2 separate regions of the Pan paniscus genome follow, and region 2 is linked to region 1. A link is a contact called in public Hi-C data. All regions are on one chromosome and are shown on one strand. Each heading gives the region's core, a stretch centred on a gene start, on an enhancer-like site or on the middle of the called end of the contact. The rest is flanking DNA. Distances are from core to core; before and after follow the strand shown. Region 1 overlaps LOC129393808 (a long non-coding RNA gene). Region 2 holds the start of LOC100980742 (putative uncharacterized protein encoded by LINC01599).

Region 1 (7,373 bases), core at 567-3,066:
ACCAGCCTGGCCAACATGGCGAAACCCCATCTTTACTGAAAATACAAAAATTAGCTGGGTGCGGTGGTGGGCACCTGTAATCCCAGCTACTGAGGAGGCTGAGGCAGGAGAATCACTTGAACCCAGGAGGCGGAGGTTGCAGTGAGCCGAGATCGTGCCACTGCACTCCAGCCTGGGCAACAGAGCAAGACTCTGTCTCGAAAAATAAATAAATAAACATATTGATAAAAAGAAAAAATGGGCAAGCTTGGAGGAAGAAGAGAAGATGATCAGTTTTGTTTGCAAATACTGAATTTGAAGTTTTGACTGATTTCAAGGTGACATCCAGAAGGCAACTAAAAATGTGAATCTGAAGCTCTGGAAACAGCATCAGATTGGAACTACAGATTTGAGAGCCTTGAGAATTGATTACATCACTCATGAAGAACACGGTGAGAGAACAGAGAACATTTAGGAGGGAACTGTAAGGAATAAAAACATTTGCTGGGTGGGCAGAAGAGAGAGCCTGGGAGGAAATATCAGGGGCTGTGAACAAGAACCAGGGAGAAGAAACGTTCAGGGAGGAAACAGCAGTCACAAGTGACAGAGATTGGTGGTAAATTACATCACCTATGTCAGAAAGGGTCCCTTAGACCTGCCAATTAGGAGGCTTGGGTATCGTAGCCTTAGCTAGAATAGTTTCAGTGGATTGGTGGGCTATGGACTGAAGATAGAAGGTTAAGAAGCAAATGTGGCAATTGTAGAACATGGTTTCAAGCAGTGCAGCCATGAAAACAACAGACAGATTTCATTTAGAAAGACAGGCAAGGTCAAAGGAGTTTTTTTGCTTTTTTTTTTTTTTTTTTTTTTTAGAAGAAGAAAGGCAGCTTGGAATCTGTATAAATGAAAGAGGGAGATAGGATGGGTAAAAATGATTGACGGAAGAATTTTGACCTACTGGGTTTGAGGTAGGAGGGGAAAACAGAAGGGTGCTCTTCTCTGAAGGTGTAAAGATAAATTTAGAGCGGGGAGAGCAGCAAAGAGTTGAAAAGTTTTTGTCTGTTGGCCTTCAATTTATCCATGAAGGAAGGAGCAACGTTATCTGCTACAAGGACGGAGGTGGCGGGGAAAGTCTGGACTGGTTTTTAGGAGACAAGGGGTGGGGGGTGAGGGAAAGACAATAGATAAGAGGACAAACAGAAGGTCTGCTTTCGCAGATCTACTATGGTCGAAAATTATTTTTTCTTTCCTCCCCTCTATCCCTTCCTAACCTAAGCTTGTCGCAAAAAAGGCTTCAAGCTGCCAAATCCAAATTTTTCCACCTATATACCCCGATACTAGTTTTTTCTCCAAAAACAACGGGCAACTAACATGCAGGGCAGAGAAAACAAACAGTTGCCCCAGGCTTCCTTCGTTCGAATAGTGAAGACTGAGCTGGCCTCGGCACTGTGCAGACTCCCAACCTGTGCTACTGTGGGTTATTCTCCTTATAGTGCAGTCACCTCCTAAATGCTTGCTGAAAATAATGGAAGACTTCGAGCCAGATGTTTGCCTCTTAAGTAACGTCCCCCAAAAGATGCAGCACATATTTAAGGCCTGCTGAAGCAAGGAACGCTGACGGACCAGGTTATTGCGTTTTTCTCTTGCTGCGTGTCCGGACGCCACACTATGAGCATTAAGCGCATACTGACCAATTTCTGTTAAGCAGGAACGTGGTGTTCGGATCAAAACACAGGGAGCCGCGGCAGCAACCGCGCCGATAAGCTTCCGGGGTCCCAACTCTGTAAGGCAGAACGGCTGCCCAGCTCGGATGACGCCACACTAACGTAGCCTCCAGACCGCCCAGTGTGGGTGTGTCCAAGCCCACGTCGCCCGGCGTGGGCCCCCCCCCCGTCCCCAATGACGTAACTGCACTGCAGCTTCTAGTAGCTTTTCGCAGCGTCTCCGACCGCCGGGCGCGGTGGCGCGTGCCTGTAGTCCCAGCTACTCGGGAGGCTGAGGTGGGAGGATCGCTTGAGCCCAGGAGTTCTGGGCTGTAGTGCGCTATGCCGATCGGGTGTCCGCACTAAGTTCGGCATCAATATGGTGACCTCCCGGGAGCGGGGGACCACCAGGTTGCCTAAGGAGGGGTGAACCGGCCCAGGTCGGAAACGGAGCAGGTCAAAACTCCCGTGCTGATCAGTAGTGGGATCGCGCCTGTGAATAGCCACTGCACTCCAGCCTGAGCAACATAGCGAGACCCCGTCTCTTTTGCCCCCCTCCCTAATTAAGGGTACCTTTGTAAGTAAATAGTGTCTTTGAAGTTAAGAAGTTTGCCTCCTTTCCGGTTCATACGTATTAAGAAACATACTAATGTGCGCATTTAAAGACGAGTCCTCTCTTCCTCTAAAGGAAAAAATATAGAGAGAAAGATGTTACTGAGGTTTATAGTTGGCTTTCTCTCTCCACTCTTATATTTATCCACTGTTTTACGTTTCCTTCAGCGCGAAAGCTCACCAGTTGACGGGATGCTTGGGGATTTGCAACCGCCTCATCGCTGCCCCCTACCGGCGCATATTCAAAACGTCTCTGCGAAAAGCTGTTATTACCCTCGGAGCCAACAGGGGCTGCTCGTTTACCCACAGACAGTCGGAAAAAATGGCCGCCGGATCACAGAGAGCAAAAAGTACGTTCTCTTAAAGAATTTCCAAGTTCTTCCCGCGGCCGTTCAGGATGCTGCTTGCAGTTACCAACACTATTCCCCTGCACTGAGCTGACCTGAGCTTCCCTGCCTACCTCCTGTCACGGATGTCACCTTCTTTCACCCCTGTCCTGTCAAGGTTTTTGCTTTAGAATGCTATAGACCAAAGACGGGCTAATCAACAGTCTTACACACAAATCCTTTCGTTCTACTTGGCTACAAGCAGGGCTAATCTTCCGAAGAGGAATCCCACTACTGCCTCCTTATAAGGGAAAAACTACTCTTAGAGGAACCCAGAACGCCCTGTGATGACAGAGGTGAGGGGCCAGCGTGGCAGAATGCACCCCCCTGTCTCCTCGCTTGCTTCTCTCTCCGTCGGATTGCCAAAAAGGGAAGGGCACCTAGACTCCGAAAAGTAACTGAAGCAAAGGGAGTTTAAAGAACGCGCCCAGCCGCCTGGGTCTTGAACCCAGTGTTAATGAGAGCAAAAACCTCTGCATCCTCCACTGAGCTGTCCTTGAGCATGTCTCATAATCATGCTTCATTTTAAAAACAGAAATAAGTGAATAAGCTATGAAAGAAGACAACCTTTAAATTTTTCAAAAGTTCTTGGTGGTCTGTGATTAGAAATTTCATCTATATGAAATAACTGTTTTGGAGGGCTTACTGTTAAATTCAGGCATTTTAGGGCCAGTGGAAATTGGTTAAGCATTCACATCAGTCTTAACATTAATCTACTGGGAGTTTAAAGACTCTAAGCACTAAACACAGATTTTCCTCACTGTCTATAAAATGAAAGAGGAAAGAAGCATTGTACTAAATTTTTTATAAAGCTAATTGTATTCCCTTTTTTTTTTTTTTGAGGTAGTTCATTGCATTTTGAACAAGGATAACTGTCAGAAAAGATCCTCTTTGAATAAAACAGATATCTCCCCCATGGCTGCTTCTGGGTCTGCCCTCTGCAACCGCATGGAATAGGTCTGATTCCAGTTCTTCAGGACAACTTTTCGAGAATTAAAAAATCACCTCCAAATGAATGCATTTTTACAAAATGAAAATAGGTAGAGATGCTATTTAAAAAAAAAAATCTTTACCTTCTCACCAACCTTAAAATAAGAAGCAAAATAATTTTGGTATATCTTTTTTTTTTTTTTTTTTTTTTGAGACAGAGTCTTGCTCTGTCTCCCAGGCTGGAGTTCCGGGGAGCGATCTCTGCTCACTGCAACCTCTGCCTCCCGGGTTCAAGCGCTTCACCTGCCTCAAGCCTCCCGAGTAGCTGGGATTACAGGCACACACACACCAGCATGCCCGGCTAATTTTTGTATCTCTTGTTTTTCACTAAATGGATCCCTGAATTGGACCCAGAATGACTTAGCTATGGATGTAAGAACTGCTTTTGAGTAGCTGCCTCCATTAGCCCTGGGGTTCCTACTTCCTGAGTACCATGACCTCTGGGATAACTCAGCTTTGTGGAACTGAGGTGCAATAGGCAGCATAATGACCCCCTCCCCAAAGATATCTATGTGCTAACTAACCAAGGAATGTGGACAGCCCCCCTGAAGCTGGAAAAGGCAAGGAAAGGGATTCTCTTCAAGAGTTTCCAGAAGGAATGCAGCCCTCTTCACCCATTTGGTACTTCTGATCTCCAGAACTCTTAAATAATAAATTTGGCCGCATGTAGTGGCTCACACCTGTAATTCCCAGCACTTTGAGAGGCCAAGGAAGGTGGATTGCTTGAGCTCAGGATTTGGAGACCAGCCTGCACAAAATGGTGAAACCCTGTCTCTACAAAAAATATGAAAATTAACCATGTGTGGTAGTATGTGCCTGTAGTCTCAGCTACCAGGGAGGCTGAGGTGGGAGGATCACCTGAGCCCGGGAGGTTGAGGCTGCAGTGAGTTGTTAGTGTCCCACTGCATTCCAGCCAAGGGGACAGAGTGAGACCCCATCTCAATAATAATAATAATAATAAATTTATGTTGTTTAAGCCTCTAAATTTGTGGTAATTTGATACAGCAAATTACCACAGAATAGGAAAGTAATACATGGGGGGAATCAAGCTCAGTCTGTAACTGACAAAACTCTGAGAGGACAGAAAGGTATCCTTTCAGTAACTGTCTTCTCGAACTCCTGACCTCAAGTGATGCACCTACCTCAACCGTGCCCAGCCAGTAACTGTGTTCTTTAACATACTTATACTTTAAAAAAAAAAACAACTTTTAAGTTGAACACATTTTCACATTGATATTTTTTTCTGTGTGTGTGTGTGTGTGTGTGTGGACTACACTTTTAAGGTTTTAATTATGTTTAGGGTTAAGATTAGGGTTATGGTGGAATATTTTTGACATATGGTGACTTTAAACTTTTATGGGCTGGGCGCAGTGGCTCACGCCTGTAATCCTAACACTTTGGGAGGCCGAGGCGGGCAGATCACCTGAGGTCGGGAGTTCAAGACCAGCCTGACCAACATGGAGAAACCCCCATCTGTAATAAAAATACAAAATTAGCCAGGTGTGGTGGTACATGCCTATAATCCCAGCTACTGGGGAGACTGAGGCAGGAGAATCGCTTGAACCCGGGAGGCAGAGGCTGAGGTGAGCCAAGAGTGAGCCATTGCACTGTCAGCCTGGGCAACAAGAGTGAAACTCAGTCTCAAAAACAAAACAAAACAAAAACAATACCCCTTTAATGTATTCAGATCTGTTAATCTAATCATTTATGTTTTCTGCTTTTGGTGTTTTGCTTTGAATGGTCTCACCCATGCCAAGAGGATATAAATATTCACATAAATGTTTATGACTTTTATCTTTTAGAGTATGTACTTCACTGATTTAAAAATAACATCCTAGGCCGGGCACAGTGGCTCACGCCTGTAATCCTAGCACTTTGGGAAGCTGAGGCAGGTGGATCACGAGGTCAGGAGTTTGAGACCAGCCTGACCAACATGGCGAAACCCTGTCTCTACTAAAAATACAAAAATTAGCTGGGTGTGGTGGTGTATGCCTGTAATCCCAGCTACTCAGGAGGCTGAGACAGGAGAATTACTTGGACCCGGGAGGTGGAGGTTGCAGTGAGCCGAGATTGTGCCACTGCACCCTAGTCTGGCAGTCTGGGTGACAGAGTGATACTCTGTCTCAAAAAAAAAAAATACATAAATAAAATAATATTCCTTGTCCAAAACAATGTTTTCTTATTCTAAAACTCTATTTTTTTTTTTTAAGAGATGGAGTCTTGCTCCGTCACCAGGCTGGATTGCAGTGGCATGATCATAGATCATAGCTCACTGCAGCCTCACTCCTGGGCTCAAGCCTTTTGCCACAGCCTTCCAAGCAATTGGAACTATAGGCACATGCCACCATGCCCAGGTTAAATTTGTTTACTAGTAATATGAGAACTGTTAAAAAAAAAAAACCTTCAGACAAATTAAATTTTTCAGAGTTTTTTTTGACCAAAGAATGATTCATGAACAGGACAGCACTCAGAACCAGAAGAGATTCAGAGCGTTCCACATTGTGGGCAGAGACTATTCACAGATAGAGAAGGGAAGTGAGATACTGAAACAGCTTGATTGGTTACAGCCAAGTATTTGCCTTATTTGGACATGGTTTGCTCGATTAACAGCCTATGATTAGCTGAAGCTTGGCAGCTGTGATGGCTGAGACAGCTATTTGTTACAAGAATATACTCGTAAGCTTTCGATTTGTTTACGTATCAAATTGGATTGTTGTTCAGTATCAAGGGACTCAAGGTACAGCAGCAGCCTTAGGCCAAATTTAATGTAGCGGAACTCTTACTTTCTTTTTTTTTTTTTTTTTTTTTTTTGAGACGGGGTCTTTCTCTGTCACCCAGGCTAGAGTGCAGCAATCTCGGCTCACTGCAACCTCCACCTTCTGGGTTCAAGCGATTCTCCTGCCTCAGCCTCCCGAGTAACTGGGATTATAGGCGCCTGCCACCGTGCCCAGCTAATTTTTGTATTTTTTTAAGTAGATAAGGGGTTTCACCATCTTGGCCAGGCTGGTCTCGATCTGACCTCGTGATCCACCTGCCTCGGCCTCCCAAAGTGCTGGGATTACAGGCATGAGCCACCTCACCCGGCCCTTACTTTCTTTTTTAATGTATTTGCTTAAATCTGCCTATTTTTGTGTAATTTATTGCGTATAACAAACTACTCCAACATTTAGTAGTTTGAAAATACAACTAGGTTTTATTAGGTTTCATGACTTTGAGGGTTAGGAATTTGTAGCAAAACTCTGCTGAACATTCTTCTGCTCCAGGTGAAGTTGATTGTGGTATTCAGCTGGTGGCTGGTCTAATTTGTAGGGCCCAAGATAACTGAATTCACATGCCTCTGCCTTGACAGGCTTGGCTGTAAAGACATGCTCCTCTTCCTCTCCCTGTAGTCTCAATGCCTCTCTACAGTAGGGTATTAGACTTCTAACATTGTAACTCAAGCTTCAAGAGGCCAAACTGGAAGCTATAAGTCTTATTAAAGGCTAGAGCCAAAAATAGCATAGTATCACTTCTGTTCACCACGCTTTGTTGGTCAAAGGAATCACAGGCTAGCCTGGATTCAAAGACGGGAAGAAAACAGAACCTACTTCATGAGTGTTAAAGAATGTGTGGCCATTTTTAATTTCTATCATACCTACTCTTTAACTTCTTGGTTTTGTTGTTGTTGTGTTTTTGAGACAGAGTCTCGTTCGCTGTGTCACCC
Region 2 (6,703 bases), core at 653-3,152, 240 kb before region 1:
TCAGTTGTTAGGAAGGATTCCAAGTTTAGCAGTGTGCCTGTTGTTTACCGTTATGTTCCAACCAGACATCTTCACCATGTCTTTTAGACCCTACCTTTGTCATAGGAAGAGAGAGGCCATAGGGGAAAATAATTGAGAGGTTACTCTTATCAAAAAAAAAAAAAAGTCCCGTAAGGCTTTAATGAGGCATGGGGCATCACTGGTTTGATACTTCCCAGCAGAATGCAATACCAAAAGCAAAAACAAAGAAATAGTCCCCTTTCAAAAACACGAAAGTCCCAATGCAGCAGACTAGTGCACACCGCAGAGGGCAGGAACAGAACTTAGCAAAGAAGTTCCCCGAGACTCCGCAAAATACTGTAAAGTGGACAGCAAATGAAATATGGCTTGTTGCTGTTAGAGTTTCTCCACAGTTAACCCAAAACTGAGGACCTATGTGTAAAGAGTCTGGAACAACGCCTGACATAAAAGATCCTCAACAGTGGGGAGGGAGAGCATCAGGATAAATAGCTTAATGCATGCTGGACTTAATACCTAGGTGATGGGTTGATGGGTGCAGCAAACCACCATGACACATGTTTACCTATGTGACAAACCTGCACATCCCGCACATGTATCCCGGAACTTAAAATCCTCAAGACATTTTACTTCTCTTCCCTTCTCTCATTTTCAAATCTACCCTCAATGACTCTTCTCAACATTCAACACATTTATTTACTCCTTCAATTCAGCGGACAGGCACTGTGCTAGGTATCAGAGGTACCCATCAGTACTCTTTTAAATATTAGGGACAAATAATAAGATGCATTCCATACCCGTAAGCAGCTCTCACATCTGTAATGAGAGGCATATGCAAAACATAATTGCAACTCAGAGAAATGCAATCATAAAGGCATAAGCTAGCTACAGCGGCAGTGCCAAGGAGGGTGTGGTCGCCTCTGCCTTAGTTGGTCAGGGAAGATTTCATGAAGGGACCATTAAGCTGATTTTTGAAGGATGAATGGAAAGCCACTGGACAGCTTGTCAGGTATTCTAGGCAAACACATGCAACAGCATCAAATGTGGTTTTGATGTGGCTCGAGCATAGGGCATGTGTAGGAGATGACTAATGGGTAGGCAGGAGGGCAGGGCAAGGACGTGCAGAGTCCATGTGGCGTATTCAGGAGTGCAGATGGATTCTGGAGGCAATTAGAGGATATTTCAATACTTTAAGTAGGGTAGCCACTTGGCCAAATCATTTTAGAAAGATTATTCTGACAGCAAATTTGGAGAGTGGGCAGGAGGGGGCAAGACATGAGGCAAAGAGATCAGGAAGGAAGAATGAACAGGTAAGAGATGTTGAGGAGGGGGGTCTGAACTCTGGTAGTAGCAGTAGGAATGAAGAGGACGGGATCTGAGAACTGCTGTGGAGCTAGACTAAGGCAGATACAGTAAGTTGTGTAGGTGCCCGTGGTGCATCCTGATGGGGTCAAGGCCTCCACGGTCCTCATACTGCCCTTCTGCAGGTCAGAGTCCCTTTTCTTTAAAACACTTTTATTTTGAAAAGAATTGTAATGACATTAATTTTATTAGAACTAGAGACTTTACTGTCCTTTGCCAGAAAATTGTCCTGTGTATAAATCATGTAAGTTTGGAATCAACTGTTTTAATTTTTGGTTTTAACTTCAAAACAATAATGATGTCTACAGTGTGAATGGTGTCCCCTTCCAATGTTGCTCTTTGCTGTACCCAGCCTGAGTGGCCACACACTGTGACCCTGGTTACATGTATGTAATAGGCAGCTAAACACAAGCGGTCCTCTGTATATGTGAGTTCCATGGGTTTCAACCAAACGCAGGTTGAAAATATTCGGGAAAAAAAATAGATGGTTGTGTCTGTACTGAACATGTACAGACGGAGTTTTTCTTGTCATTATTCCCTATACAAGACAGTATAACAACTATTTACATAACATTTACATTGTATTAGGTATTATAAGTAGTCTAGAGATGATTTAAACTATATGGGGGTAGGGGGTGGGTGTGGAGGGCAAACACATAGCAAATGGATGCTGGGCTTAATACCTAGGTGATGGGTAGATCTGTGCAGCAAACCACTATGGCACACGTTTACCTATGCAACAAACCTGCACATCCTGCACATGTACCCCTGAATTTAAAAGCTGAAGATAAAAAAATAAATTCAGTCCAATAAAAAAGTAATAAGGTATATGGGAGGATGTGTATAGGTTATATGCAAATACTACACTATTTTATACAAAGGACTTGAACATCTGTGGATTTTGATATCTGTGGGTGGTCCTGGAATCAATTCCCCATGGATACTGAGGGATGACCGTATATAGGTTTGGGGGCAGAAGAGAGGGTGGACTGAGAAAGATGATGTCTTTTTTTTTTTTTTTTTTTTTTTTTGGCAAGACAGAGTCTCATTCTGTAGCCCAGGCTGGAGTGCAGTGGTGCTATCTTGGCTTACTGCAACCTCTGTCTCCCAGATTCAAGCGATTCTCCTGCCTCACCCTCCTGAGTAGCTGGGATTACAGGCGTGTGCCACCACACCCGGCTAATTTTTGTATTTTTAGTAGAGACGGGGTTTCGCCATGTTGTCCAGGCTGGTCTCGAACTCCTGACCTCAGGCCATCCACCTGCCTCAGCCTCTCAAAGTGCTGGGATTACAGACGTGAGCCACCGTGCCCGGCCAAGTTGAGGTCTTATAGATCACCCCAAATGTATAGATTGGGGGAAAGCCCAGGTTAAGGCCCTGGGAAGTACCAAAATTCAAGGAATTATTGGAAAAAAACAGAACACTTAAAGGTGAAATATTGAAATATCTTCTGCCTTGACTCCAGGGACAGTCAGTTCTCAAACAGGTTGATGGTCATATAGCTCCCATTTTTGTATTTCATACACTGAGACTTCCAACCTGACTTTCATCTGCCAGGATTAGATTTTATACATCTGCCCCCAAGTCAACATAATGATGCTGCCTGCTTAGCAGCTTAGCTATCTGCAGCAGTGCCATCTTTGCACCTTGGTACTTGGGCAGCTGTTTTAATACCTGGTCCTTGTTCTAAAAAAAATGAGAGAAGACCCCAAAATGAATATGTTGTTACTAATGATAAGCAACTCAGGTCTCAGATGAATACACCTTAGGATGGAAGCCACTGGTATTCAGAAAGCAGTAAATCTTGTAGCCTCAATAGCTGCTCGTTGGACTTAGTTTGATTGTGAGTTCACTTATGAAAAGGAATGAGGAAAATATGAGTATAGAACCAATATTGGAAATATTGTTGAACATGTGGATCTATTTCTTTTTCTTTTTGATACTGGAACTTTTCTCCTATTTGACTTAAGTAGGTCTGACTTTCTCCGCCCAGTGTCTGGTTGCTCCTCCGTCACCATCCTTCATTCCTTTTCCTTGTCTGTTGCTTAACTCACAATTCCCTGGGGCTCTGTCTTTTGACCACTCACCTCTGCACACATAGATCTTGCAATTTTCATGATTCCAACTACAAGCTTATTGTAGAGGCCCCCTCTCTAGACCTCTAGCTCCGATCCCTCTCTTAAGTCTGACCTCTCCCCTTCAACTGCCTGCCTGATGTCTTCCTTTGCTTGCCCAACCAAGAGTATGTCTTAGCAAAATTTCTGCAAAAATAGACTCTTCTGCCTCATATTCTTGTTTTACTAATGGCATCACCATTCTTTTAGCATTTCTAATTTCTTCTGCCTCACATGAACTCAGCGTGTCATACACTGATCTGTGATGGGTTCTCACAGTCTTCCCCCACTTTCCATCTTCACGGCCATCACCTCAGGTTGGGCCTCACTCCTCTAATAGTCTCCCCACCTTCAATATCTCTCTACACTTATCTGTGCAGGCGGTGGTGGCAGAGCGTACTCCTAACCTGGGGTTCCAGACTTTTCATCATGCTACTCCCAATAGCCCACCAAGTTCAGGAGAGACTTGGGTTTCCTGATCTAGGCTAACCCACAGGATTCCCCCTGCATAACAGGCCCTTCTTTTCTGGGGTAGCTAGTGCCAAGGATAAAGTAAGTTTTGAGCTGCCCAAAAGTAAAAGTCAAGATAGAGGAAAGCAGAGTCTAGAAGCAAACAGAGAAATTAGAACATTTTTCCGATGATTCTGTTTGAGTCTCTGAAGCCAGCTATGTCTAAAGCCACCGCAGCTCCTGGACTTCCCAGTTACCTCACCTAGTTAACTCTGTTCTGCTGGTTTGGGGCTGGGTTTCTCTCCCTTGCAGTGGATCAGATTCTAACTGGTAGAGCATTCAAACCTTTCAGCCCATTAAACCCTACTCTTAAGATCCTTCTCAATCATTACCTTCCCAGAAAGTAATCTGCTTTTTAAGTTTGCATTTTGTCCATAATACCCACCAGATCATCTTAACAGTTGATTTAGAAGCTTTCTAGAATAGTGTTGGTTGCTGATCATACTGTGGAGATCTTATCAAACTACAAAAGTAAGCGTTATGAAACTCATCAGAAAGTAAAAGGGAGGAAACAAAAACCTGTTGTGGGAGTGGTTTGATTTAAATGTAACAAAAGAGGAAATCTACTTCTTTGCACCCAGAAAGTGTTCAAGCCTGCACCTCTCCATCCCCCAATCAAGGGATCATTATTTAGTGAGAATAACTCAAGAGATGAGAAAATGAGTAGCTTACATAAGGAGGTAGATTCTGGGGCTTGGTTCTAACCCCCATGATTATGGGGGTTCCTGAGAAGTGGAGGGAGAATTGCAACATGTATTAGGAGAGGTACTTGGGCAGTGAGGTTTGCCATCTGGAGAGCAAGTGGTTTTTTTTTGTTTGTTTTGTTTTTTCTTTTCGTTTTTTCTGAGACAGAGTTTCGCTCTTGTCGCCCAGGCTGGAGTGCAATGGCGCAATCTCGGCTCACTGCCGCAACCTCCGCCTCCTGGGTTCAAATGATTCTCCTACCTCAGCCTTCTGAGTAGCTGGGATCACAGGCATGTGCCACCATGCCCAGCTAATTTTGTATTTTTAGAAGAGACAGAGTTTCTGCATGTTGATCAGGCTGGTCTGGAACTCCCGACCTCAGGTGATCTGCCTGCCTCGGCCTATCCACCTGCCTCGGACTCCTAAAGTGCTGGGATTACAGGTGTAAGCCACTGTGCCTGGCCTTTTTTCTTTTTTAAAACTTATTAAAACAAACAAATCAACAACAACAACAAAAAAAATGAGGTCTTGCTACTTCGCCCAGGCTAGTCTTGAACTCCTGGGCTCAAGCGATTCTCCTACCTCAGCCTCCCAAAGTGCTGAGATTACAGGCATGAGCCACTGCACCTGGCCAGGAGAGCAAGTTTTAAAACTGGCCAGGTCACTATTCACAATAGCAAAGACTTGGAACCAACCCAAATGTCCATCAATGATAGACTGGATTCAGAAAATGTGGCACATATACACTATAGAATACTATGCAGCCATAAAAAAGGATGAGTTCATGTCCTTTGTAGGGACATGGATGAAGCTGGAAACCATCATTCTCAGGAAACTATCGCAAGGGCAGAAAACCAAACACTGCATGTTCTCCCTCATAGGTGGGAATTGAACAATGATAACACTTGGACACAGGAAGGGGAACACAACACACAGGGTCCTGTTGTGGGGTCGGGGGAGGGAGGAGGGATAGCATTAGGAGATATACCTAATGTTAAACGATGAGTTAATGGGTGCAGCACACCAACATGGCACATGTATACTTATGTAACAAACCTGCACGTTGTGCACATGTACCCTAGAACTTAAAGTATAAAAAAAAAAAAGAAAATGGTTGTGAATATTTTGAGTCTAATAATAAATTTTGCCTTTCTTAAAAAAAAAAAAAAAAATCTGACCAGGTGTTGTAACTCACGCTTGTTGTAATCCCAGTACTTTGGGAGGCCGAGGCAGGAGGATCATTTGAGACCAGCCTGGATAATGTAGTGGGACCTTGTCTTTACTAAAAATAAATTTCAAAAAATTAACCTGGCGTGGTGGCACATACCTGAAGTTCCAGCTACTGGACAGGCTGAGGTGGGGGCAGTGCTTGAGCCCAGGAGATGAGCCAGCAGTCAGCTATGATCGTGCCACTGCGCTCCAACCTGGGCGACAGAGCACGAACTTAGCTTAAAAAAAATAGTTTTAAAACTGAAGGTGCTTTCTTGTTGCTTTTCTCTTGGATTATGGGGAAAGTCACTTTCAGAGTGGAGTTTCAATTTTTTTCCTTTTCTGTTGTATTTCCCTTCAGTTACCCAGCCTTCAGGAAAATCTGACACTTGGGTACTGCCTATGTGTGGTGGCAGAAAGTGAAGAGAGAGGCCAGTATAGGACACATACTTGCCCCACATCTACTGTTCCCACGGTAGAGTCCTAGGTTGATCTTAAAGGCAGCTTTGATGATTGACAGATGATTGGCTGCAGTTGTAGCAGAATTAACCAGCTTACCAGGTTAAATGTTGGGGTTGCGTATGGGTGGGCTTCAGACTCAAAAATTGATGGAAGTGCTGGCTGGGCGTGGTGCTCATGCATGTAATCCCAGCACTTTGAAAGGCCGAGGCAGGTGGATCGCTTGAGGTCAAGAGTTCCAGACCAGACTGGCCAACATGGTGAAACCCTGTCTGTACTAAAAACACAAAAATTAGCCAGGCATGGTGGCGTGCGCCTGTAATCCCAGCTACTCGGGAGGTTAAAGC

The links. A called contact is a pair of places that touch in the nucleus more often than the background predicts.
Region 2: a contact with region 1 is called in a Hi-C map of fibroblasts, with 5 times the contacts expected there. The contact joins the promoter of LOC100980742 here to the enhancer-like site in region 1. A contact is called at or near these places in 2 of 3 Hi-C or Micro-C datasets (fibroblasts and induced pluripotent stem cells).

What each region holds. Positions count from the first base shown.
Region 1 is chr15:50,993,449-51,000,821 of NHGRI_mPanPan1-v2.0_pri, reverse strand. LOC129393808 (a long non-coding RNA gene) reads left to right here. Exons shown (of 3, transcript XR_008620862.2): 2 at 318-431; 3 at 2,463-4,885. Among named protein-coding and RNA genes, the nearest start is that of NEMF, 9.0 kb to the right of the region's middle. Within about 2 kb of position 1,816, at least 2 of the 2 cell types and tissues checked have open chromatin away from gene starts, as enhancers often do.
Region 2 is chr15:51,230,580-51,237,282 of NHGRI_mPanPan1-v2.0_pri, reverse strand. LOC100980742 (putative uncharacterized protein encoded by LINC01599) reads left to right here and starts at 1,902. Exons shown (of 5, transcript XM_003831737.5): 1 at 1,902-6,703.